Regions from separate parts of the Gossypium hirsutum genome. Here all the other regions are linked to region 2. A link is a contact called in public Hi-C data. All regions are on one chromosome and are shown on one strand. The core of a region is the stretch at or near the end of the contact, and the rest is flanking DNA. Distances in the headings are between cores, read along the strand shown. Region 1 holds the start of LOC107952934. Region 2 holds the start of LOC107952922. Region 3 holds the start of LOC107952931 (NAD-dependent malic enzyme 2, mitochondrial).

Region 1 (2,872 bases), core at 27-2,526, 470 kb after region 2:
GAGAGTAAATGCTATGGAGGAATTCAACTTCAAGTTTACAGATGAGAAAATAAGAAGCTGCAATCTTAGATTATTACATAAAATGGCAAACATTTGAAGATTGGGATTCAATAATGAATAAGTGCAAAGCTAGATGCCACTAGAAATAATAGAATTTAGCATAGCACGGATATAATGAAATTGCGGCCGCTTAAAGGAGATAAGACGTGGTTACAGGCTTTTCAATCATTTGATGAAGTGACACTTCAACATGTAGCGAACGATAATTGACATCCTAACATTGCAATATTGCCCGTACAAGATCAGGGAATATATGCCACAGAGGAAATAAACTACAAGTTACCAGTTGAGAAAATAACAAACCGCAATCTTGCATCATTATGAATAAAAGTACGCAGCCAGCAGCTACTAAGGAAAACAATTTTTTGCACAACATTGATGGGTTATTATGAAACTGACAGCAATTTTTATGGACTTCAAAACTTTCTAAAGCATTTGCTTTGTGACTACAGTGTAGAAAATAATAATTAGAGGACCGTGATATACACCTAGCTAACATTCAACTAAGTATCTGAATAGTAAGTAATTACTCTTCATTTATTTATAAAATTTCAAGTTTCACCTTCAACCAACATTTATATCAAAACAAACTAAAACCGAACTATTTAATTTAAGGCCTCACCTTACCAATCCCTTCTATCTAATTCCAAATGATATGCATTAAGACTCTACTAGTACTGACCAACTATAATACAATTTCCATTAGGATCCAGCAAATGCATAACAGAAATCTTAGCATGAATACTTTATATTGTTCGAAATCTTTAGATTTTCAAAAGGGTTAAACCTAGACTTAGCACTTAGCAGTTAGCAATTCATATAATTAGGGCAATATACGTTCTAAATAGCAATCAAAAACAGTAATAAAGTGAGGAAAGATGGGGACTTAAGCACCTCGAGCTCGGCGGATTTCATGGCGATCGGGATACAAATGAGGAAAACGCCGAACATAGCAATCGCAGTATTGCGACGCCAGTGCTTGGGCCGGCAATATGGGCCACCAGACATGCTCCACACCTTCGTCCTGAAATCCTCTGCTCCATGCCCTCCATGTTCTGCTCCTCCCATTTTTTCTTAATTTACTCGACGGATCTATCGAAAACTCTTACAAGTCTAACCGGTAAAGCAATTAGATCAGTAAGAAGATTGAAATATTTCAAAAGAAAATGAAATTTAAGAAGTAAAATTTAGTGGCGAGGATTGAGAGCGAAAGAGGAACGAATATTTGGGTTACCTGAGGCAAATGGAAGGTCCAGGATCGAGGATCAGCTGAGTCTGGTTCGCAAATAGAGACATTGTGCTTGTAAATGGGCTTCGGTATTTTGTTGTGCTTGTCGACCAACTTTTCGCCTTTTCACAACTGTACGAGCCCATGGCTGGAAGCAGGCCAGGTTTTGGGGATTTACGGACCTCATAAGGACCTGGCTTTAAGCATTATAAATTCTTTTTAGGGTTAATTGCATTGTCACCATGCTTAAATTTTGAATTGATTTCAAATTTCAAAGTATTTTAATTTGAGAATGCTCAAATGTATAGATATTATATTATTGGGGTAATATATTATTTGGTACTTGAGATTGGTTTCAATATTTAATTTGAAATCTAAGATTTTTGTTTCAATTTGGTACCTAGACCAAACAACCCAATGAATGTTTGACACGTATACTTTAGTAAAAAAAAAACACGGGTACTTAATTAGGACAAAAAAATAAAGCTCAAGCACCTAATTAAACACTGAAACCAAACTTAGGTACTTAAATGGGACAAAGAAAAACTCAAGTACCAAAGTGAACTTTGAAGTCAAACTTAAGTACCAAATTGGGACAAAAAACTCAAATACCGAATTGAACATTGAAGCTAAATTTATGTATCAAACAGTATATTAACCTTTTATTATTTATGAATAAGATAAGGCTTAATCTAACCTTTAGTACCCAAACTTGACATTTTTTCTTGGTTTGATACCTAAATTTTTTTTTGTCCAATTTGGTATTTGAACTAATCAAATATTATACAAATTATCCAAAACACTAATTGTATCAATTTTTATAAGGGGAAAAAAGTAGCTAGTGTATAACCAACATGTAGCAAATGACATGAAATTTAATGGTAGGAACTATTACATTTATCTGGAGTTTTCTTTGTTTCATTAAAATTTTACTTTTCATAAAGACATAGAATAATTTGACTGTTAATGGCAGAAATGATTCAAGAGACTTGATCTTTATAAAGCCCTCAATTCTATAAAAATATTATCAAAAATAGAGGAAATTTGTGTTAAAAAAGCTACTTTGAGTTATGCTTAACAAATGAATATTGAAGAAGAAAAATAAGAGTTTTAAAACCCCCCAAAATAAAATAAATTCATTATGTTAAATTAAAACATTAAAATAAATTAAATAAATTGAACTAAATGTAAATGAACATTTAGAACAAAATCATGTCATCTGTCACATGTCAATCATACACTGGTTATTTTTGCTACCTTATAAAAAAAACATTATTAGCATATTGGAGCAATTTGTATAATGTTTGACAAGTTTAGGTACAAATTGAGAAAAAAGCTTAGGTACCAAATTAGGAAAAAAATGTCAAGTCCAAATATTGAATTGGACCAAAAAGAAAAAAGAAAAGAAATTTAGGTACCAAATTAAGAAAAAGTGTCAAGTTTAAGTACTAAATGTGTTACACCTCAAATTTGGCGGATCCGAGAAGAAAGCACGTAGATGTGAAGTTGTCGGTTTGGCGTACTATGGTAGTTAGTCTATCAATTCACAAGCTTATAATGAATTGATGTTTGGCACATATAGTA
Region 2 (3,099 bases), core at 349-2,848:
TAAAACTATTAAACACATTCCCTTTGTTACTTGCGTCATAGTTTAGAGAAGTTCCTATAAGACCTCTTAGGCTTTTAGCAAGATTAATAGATGCTAACCTTGGGGGCAAGTTATGAACTTGGACCCAAAAATTGACAAATGAAAACTCAATATTTTCAGGGTTCTCACCCTTAGCTAACTGATAGATAAGTAATAAACAATTACTAAACAATCATGGACCTCTTGAAATCATCTTTTTAAGATCTACAAAATGATAGAACTTAATAAGATAAAGGTCCCCAAACCAATAGGTTAAATAATAGAGTATGCCTATCGCAGCAAAATTAGTGAACTATTCCCCAAAACTTTGCCAAAAAAAAAGAAAGAAAGATCATAGTTGATGTCATCCTCCAACACATTTTCCACGTTAATCACCAGTTTGGCTTCTTCTTTTTCCTTCAAGGGAAGGATCTGAAAGTCTGACTCCATAACAAACAAAACAATAAAACAACATAATAAGATAAAAGCAAACAATGAGGATAAATTGACAAAGCAGTACTAAGCATGCACAAAGGCATGCTCCCGAAAAGAAGAAAATCAATTAGAAAAAATTAACAAAGCAATCCCAAACATGCACAAAAGGCATGACTTGCTCGCGAAAAAAAGCCTTAAATTTATTTTCACTTAAGACTTTTTAACTTAATTTTAATTTTATTTTGAGTTAATTGTTTAATCTGGATAGCTGCATTTTTATGTTTTTTTTCCTTAAATTATACTTTTGGTCACTTTAAAATAGAGTTTATATTCTAATTAAAAATAATTATTTAAATAAATCACTGTGCTTAAAAATTCCGGTCAAGAATTGAGATACCCTATTCATCCGTACGGTTGCTGGTGGTAGGGAATGGCTTTGGTGCTTTTAGAGAGTATCTTCAACAATACTCAACATATAGTGAGCCACGGTTGCCCAAATCCGCTATCATAAAAATCCTTGAAAATAGTTACACAAGAAGGAACCATGTTTACTCTATTTTTGTAAAATTGTATAATATTTGGATTAATTTTATATATTTGTACTAATTCGAATTTTTATTTTATTATCATCCATCATACACACTTAGCAATATCAATTTTAGTACCTGGTATGTATCTCATGAGTCATATGTTACATCGTTGAATTTTTAAAATTTATATAATGATAAATCAATAAGTCTTACTAGGAGATTTTATGAAAATTTTACACTTAGACCTTTTTAACATTGCTTATTAAAAATGTTTTTGAGTCAAAAAGCATTTTTAAATAAAAGCTAAAGTTTTTTATTTTTATTTTTAGCTAAAAAAAGTATTTAGCTAAAAAAATAAATTAAAAATGCTTTTATCTTAATAAATATTTTCAAGATAAAAATATTTTTTAAAAATAATGTTAAACTGACTCTTATTAAAGGAACGGAATTTGACCAGGTGGACCATTAACAAAGTCTCTACTCGAGCAAAGTGAGGTGAGGTTTCTATATATAGCTTCTTAGTAGGAGAGAATATTGATGAACCCAGCTAGCCGCTTGGCACTCAGCAATCTACCTTCTTCGTTTATTATATCTGTTTCCTCCCTCACCCAGTAAATGAGCTGAATCCATAACAGTAAGCAAGTCGTTTTCCCTCTTTTCTGCATGTAGATTTGTTAACATAACTTACCTCCAAGGCATTAGTGACGGAAAGTCCAAAAGAAACCTTTTTCAACTAAAAGAAAAGTTAAATGAAACCAATGCAACATTACTAATTGAACTCTCTAACTGGGATTTTCTAGCCGAGAAATAGAAGAAAACAGGCGGCGCGTGTTTCATCCGGGTCAAAGGATAAGTAACCATCTACTACCACCAAAACAAAGTTCAAAGCGGGACCCTCCGATAATGTGTCAATTTTGGCTTCTAGTTGTAAATAATTTCTCGACCCTCATCTCAGTGACGAATTCAAAACAAGAAGTTAAATTATAATTTTTATGATAGCAAAAATATAATTTTAATAATTTATATATTTATAATTTTAAAAATTAAATTAAATTTTTAATATTTTTAAATGTTAATTTTATTTTTATTAATTTAAAAATTTTCCATTTTAGGACGCTGCCCTGCCAGCTTGCCTGCCTGCCTGATCTTATTGTATTTATTTAGTTATCATCATAATTATTAAGAACCCAGACTTCGTTTTTCAGATTCTAATCAAGCAACTGATCGGTTTAATTACAGGGGAGAGCTATAATTTAGATTGCGGAGAAGAAAACTCGGCGGCGAGACAATTTCTCAACTCTTTTACTTTGAATCTAAGGTAAATTTCTGAATTCATCAGTAAATCAATAATAGCGTAGCTTTTGGTGTGAACTTCGTTTTGTTTTCTGAATCTTCAACAGATATCAATGGAAAAACAGACCTACGAAGAAATTCATGACTGCCTGATCAAGCCGGTTAGCTTAATTTATCAGTTTTTAGAAACAAGTATCCAAGGTAGTTTCCGGAGGCTGAATTGAATTGTTGTATGTTAAACTGCAGAGAATCAATCCTCAAAGAAGAAAAGACAAAGTTTATATTGGCTGTGGAGCTGGGTTCGGTGGTGACCGGCCAATGGCAGCTAAAAAATTGCTTAACAGAGTCAAAGAGCTGAATTATATTGTTCTTGAATGTTTAGCAGAACGTACTCTTGCAGAACGATACCAGGCTATGGCGTCCGGCGGTGATGGCTATGATTCTAATAGTATGTTTATGTTGCTTTCAATTGTTTTGAATTCAAGCTTATTTATGTTTTATTTTTGGGTTTTCTCTAAAATGTTTAATTTCCAGTTTCAGAATGGATGTCTCTGCTACTACCTTTGGCTGTGGATAGAGGAACTTGTATAATTACCAACATGGGTGCAAGTATGAGAATTTGAAAACATCGTTTCAAATTTTGAGTTGTCTGCCAAATTTCACCAAATGCTTTGTGCTGATGTTCAAAGTTGTGTTTGATCTTTTCTTTTCATACTGAGCATATTGATTCTTTCCTGGATAGTGGATCCGGTCAGTGCTCGAGAAAAGGTTTTAGAAGTTGCCAGCAGCCTTGGGATTCGTTTGTCTGTTGCTGTGGCTCATG
Region 3 (2,920 bases), core at 379-2,878, 280 kb after region 2:
AAGAATGTACAGGTAGAGACAACAGACATTTACCTGCCTGAAAATAAACAGGCTGGAAGGAGGAAGAAAGAAAAGAGAGATAATAGTTCTTACACGTTGTGGGTTGATACCAGCAGCAGCAACATACATATCAAGTTTTCCAATTGGTATTCCAATACCCTGAACTCCAAGGTCACCAAGGCCAAGAATACGACTGCCATCAGTCAGGACTATCATATCAACCTGCGAGACCGGAATTCAACATAACATAAATGAACAAAAGGCATATGACATACAATCTTTGACACTCTTAAGATCCAAAACTTACATGTTGAGCTGGCCAATTATATATCATAGACATCATCTCTCCTTTATCCTTCGCACTGAAATACATACCACGTGGGCGTCTAAACAATCCAGAGTAGTTTTGACATACTAGCCCCACAGTCGGCGTATAAATTATAGGTGCAAAATCTTTGATGTTGTCCATAAGGACCTGAAGCAAAAAGCAAAGCAGAAAAACTTTAAATGATATGAGAAGTAAAAAAATTTGTGTAAATGCCATAAATTGAAACAATCAACCAACTTACTCTGTAGTATAGTGTTTCATTCCTGTCATGCAATCTATTTAAGATCCTCCATTTGGCTAATGCAACAACACTATCAGGTTGGCCCTTAGTATTTTTTTCCAAGGAGTGATATGATTCCACTACCAATTAAAAAACACAGTCAAAATGAAGGCTATTGTTAGAGACCAAGATCAACAACTTGGTAAAAATCTCCTAAAAGGCAAATACACAACCATACGATTTTAGTAAGTTATACATATAATATACCTAATTTGGAAAACAAACTTACAGAAACGATCATATTGCTGTTCGAATGATATCACACGTGGCGGAAGGAGACCACGGAGCCCAAGTCGATCTCTTTCTGTTAAGGGAAAGCCAGTATCCTGCACTTAAGGGGAAAAAAAGTCAAACGTTTTCGTATCGACGGTAATCCGGAGCTTACGTTTCAAAAGCACGATCTAAAAAAATAAATTTCCGAGTCTAAATAAAATTCATTCTCAGTAAGCAGAAAAATCACTACTTCAAAGTGCAAACAGGTTAGTCAAATATCATAGTAAGAAAACTAAGCCAACCTTATTAAACCAAGGATCATGAAGAATATCTGTTCCACGCTTGTGAACAATACAAGGACCAGGAATCACCGACGAGAACAACCGTCGTGTGCGGCTCAACCTCGACGATGCAAATCGCGTCAGGTTCCACATTCCGTGCCCTAGATTTCCAGATCGAAGACCACCACTGAGTAAAAAGGAGACAACAACACAACTTCAGTTAAAAACACAACAGCCGCTCTTAGTGGTAGTACTACTGTCTTAACATGTTGCCGCAAATATTTTAGGAAAAAAAGAACACGAAGGACTGGTAGAATTGGTGTGAAAACGTGCGTTTGGTTTCAATATATAGTAAAAAAGCTTAAAGGAATTAACTTTAATTTATTTATTTATTGTCATTGTTGACGATTTTCGCTGGTCTACGGTAGTATTAAATACGTCTGAAAGGGGCAAAACAGTTGAAGATGTTTGGGAAAGAAAGTGTCTGAAGATGCCCGGGACGTGCGGGCAGCGAAGAGAATGTGGTTTGGTCAGTGGATGGGCGATAGTGATTGAAATTTGAAGGGGATTGGTTGCCCACGGGCAACGAGGGTATATTTGGGAAGATAATAATGATTTGATGCTTTCAGTGTGTCTTAGGAACTTTCCCTTTTGATCTTTGCCACGTGTAAAACTATTATTTTGCTGTTGTACATTTGAAAGATATAACTTTTTGATAAATTATATCATAAAAGTATTCTTACTTTATTTTAATTTAACTTACTCATAATCTCAAGCACTTATTTCTTTTCATCAATGTTTTCGTGATGGTTTTGTAGATGAAATTTTTTGAATTAATTACAAAACATATCATTCTTTAAATTGAAATTATTATGAATAAAAATGATGTCATCATATATTATATCATAATTATTTTTTAATTAATTTAAATTAATAAATAAATAATAAAAATATATATTAAAATAATTAAGTGACAATATTAAATGATTATTTTATCTATAATTAATTAAATTGATAAGAGATAAATATTAAATTAAAGAGTTTAATTTTTGTAGAACACTTCAAATCAAGAGTTTACATTCCAAAAGAATTCTATTTTACTTAAAGAATTGGTACTATAAAAGGGGTCAAGTCCTATCCATTTCACACACACAAGTTAAAAAGTCTAGAAGATCTTTAAAGAAACCAAAGAACTTGAAAAAAATTCAAAAGAGTGTCGTATCAATTTTAAACAAAAGCCACCTTCTGATCTAGTTCAACCAATTAGAGGAAGTCAAAAGTTGTTTATAAAGAAAGTCACCTTTCGATCCAATTCAACTGAAAAAAGTAGGTTCAAATCCATTTCAAGAGCACGTCATAATGGCACTTGAAGCAAACTACATCCTTTGTAATCAAGTTTTGACAACTTTGGATCAAAGCTCAACCGTAGAAAATAATTAAAGGAGTTCTCTTTGTAATCAAAACTTCTTTTCAAAGTTTATAAATAAATTGTCTCCAAATTTTTCAAGTCCATTTTTGACTCGAAATTTGTATATAAAAATTTTGGGCACGCCTCTGTTGGAAAATCTGGTTAAGAAAATAATTTATTGTAACAACATAAGTTTAAAATTTTTCTAAATTAAGTCGGTTTGTGTAACACCCCTCACCTGTATTTAACGCCGGAATAGAATTATGGAGCATTACCGGACTTATAACACAAATAAACAAACATTTCACATACATTATTCAATTTCATGCAATCGTCATTCAACATCAATCGCATTGTCCCTAATACGAGCCTACGAGGCCTTAAACATGCATTTGAAGTGGTTCGTGTAA

The links. Hi-C and Micro-C count contacts between places; a contact is called where the count stands out from the background.
Region 1: a Hi-C map of leaf shows a contact between it and region 2, with 2.3 times the contacts expected there. The contact joins the promoter of LOC107952934 here to the promoter of LOC107952922 in region 2. A contact is called at or near these places in 2 of 34 Hi-C or Micro-C datasets (callus and leaf).
Region 3: a Hi-C map of leaf shows a contact between it and region 2, with 2.2 times the contacts expected there. The contact joins the promoter of LOC107952931 here to the promoter of LOC107952922 in region 2. A contact is called at or near these places in 2 of 34 Hi-C or Micro-C datasets (hypocotyl and leaf).

Annotation. Positions count from the first base shown.
Region 1 is chrA07:33,933,891-33,936,762 of Gossypium_hirsutum_v2.1, forward strand. It overlaps LOC107952934, which reads right to left and starts at 1,277. Exons shown (of 2, transcript XM_016888140.2): 1 at 955-1,277. The coding sequence starts at 1,128.
Region 2 is chrA07:33,464,580-33,467,678 of Gossypium_hirsutum_v2.1, forward strand. LOC107952922 reads left to right here and starts at 1,599. Exons shown (of 15, transcript XM_041118011.1): 1 at 1,599-1,617; 2 at 2,223-2,301; 3 at 2,384-2,437; 4 at 2,523-2,724; 5 at 2,811-2,885; 6 at 3,019-3,099. The coding sequence starts at 2,390.
Region 3 is chrA07:33,746,241-33,749,160 of Gossypium_hirsutum_v2.1, forward strand. LOC107952931 (NAD-dependent malic enzyme 2, mitochondrial) reads right to left here and starts at 1,629. Exons shown (of 20, transcript XR_001698993.2): 1 at 1,124-1,629; 2 at 838-934; 3 at 570-688; 4 at 308-475; 5 at 94-222.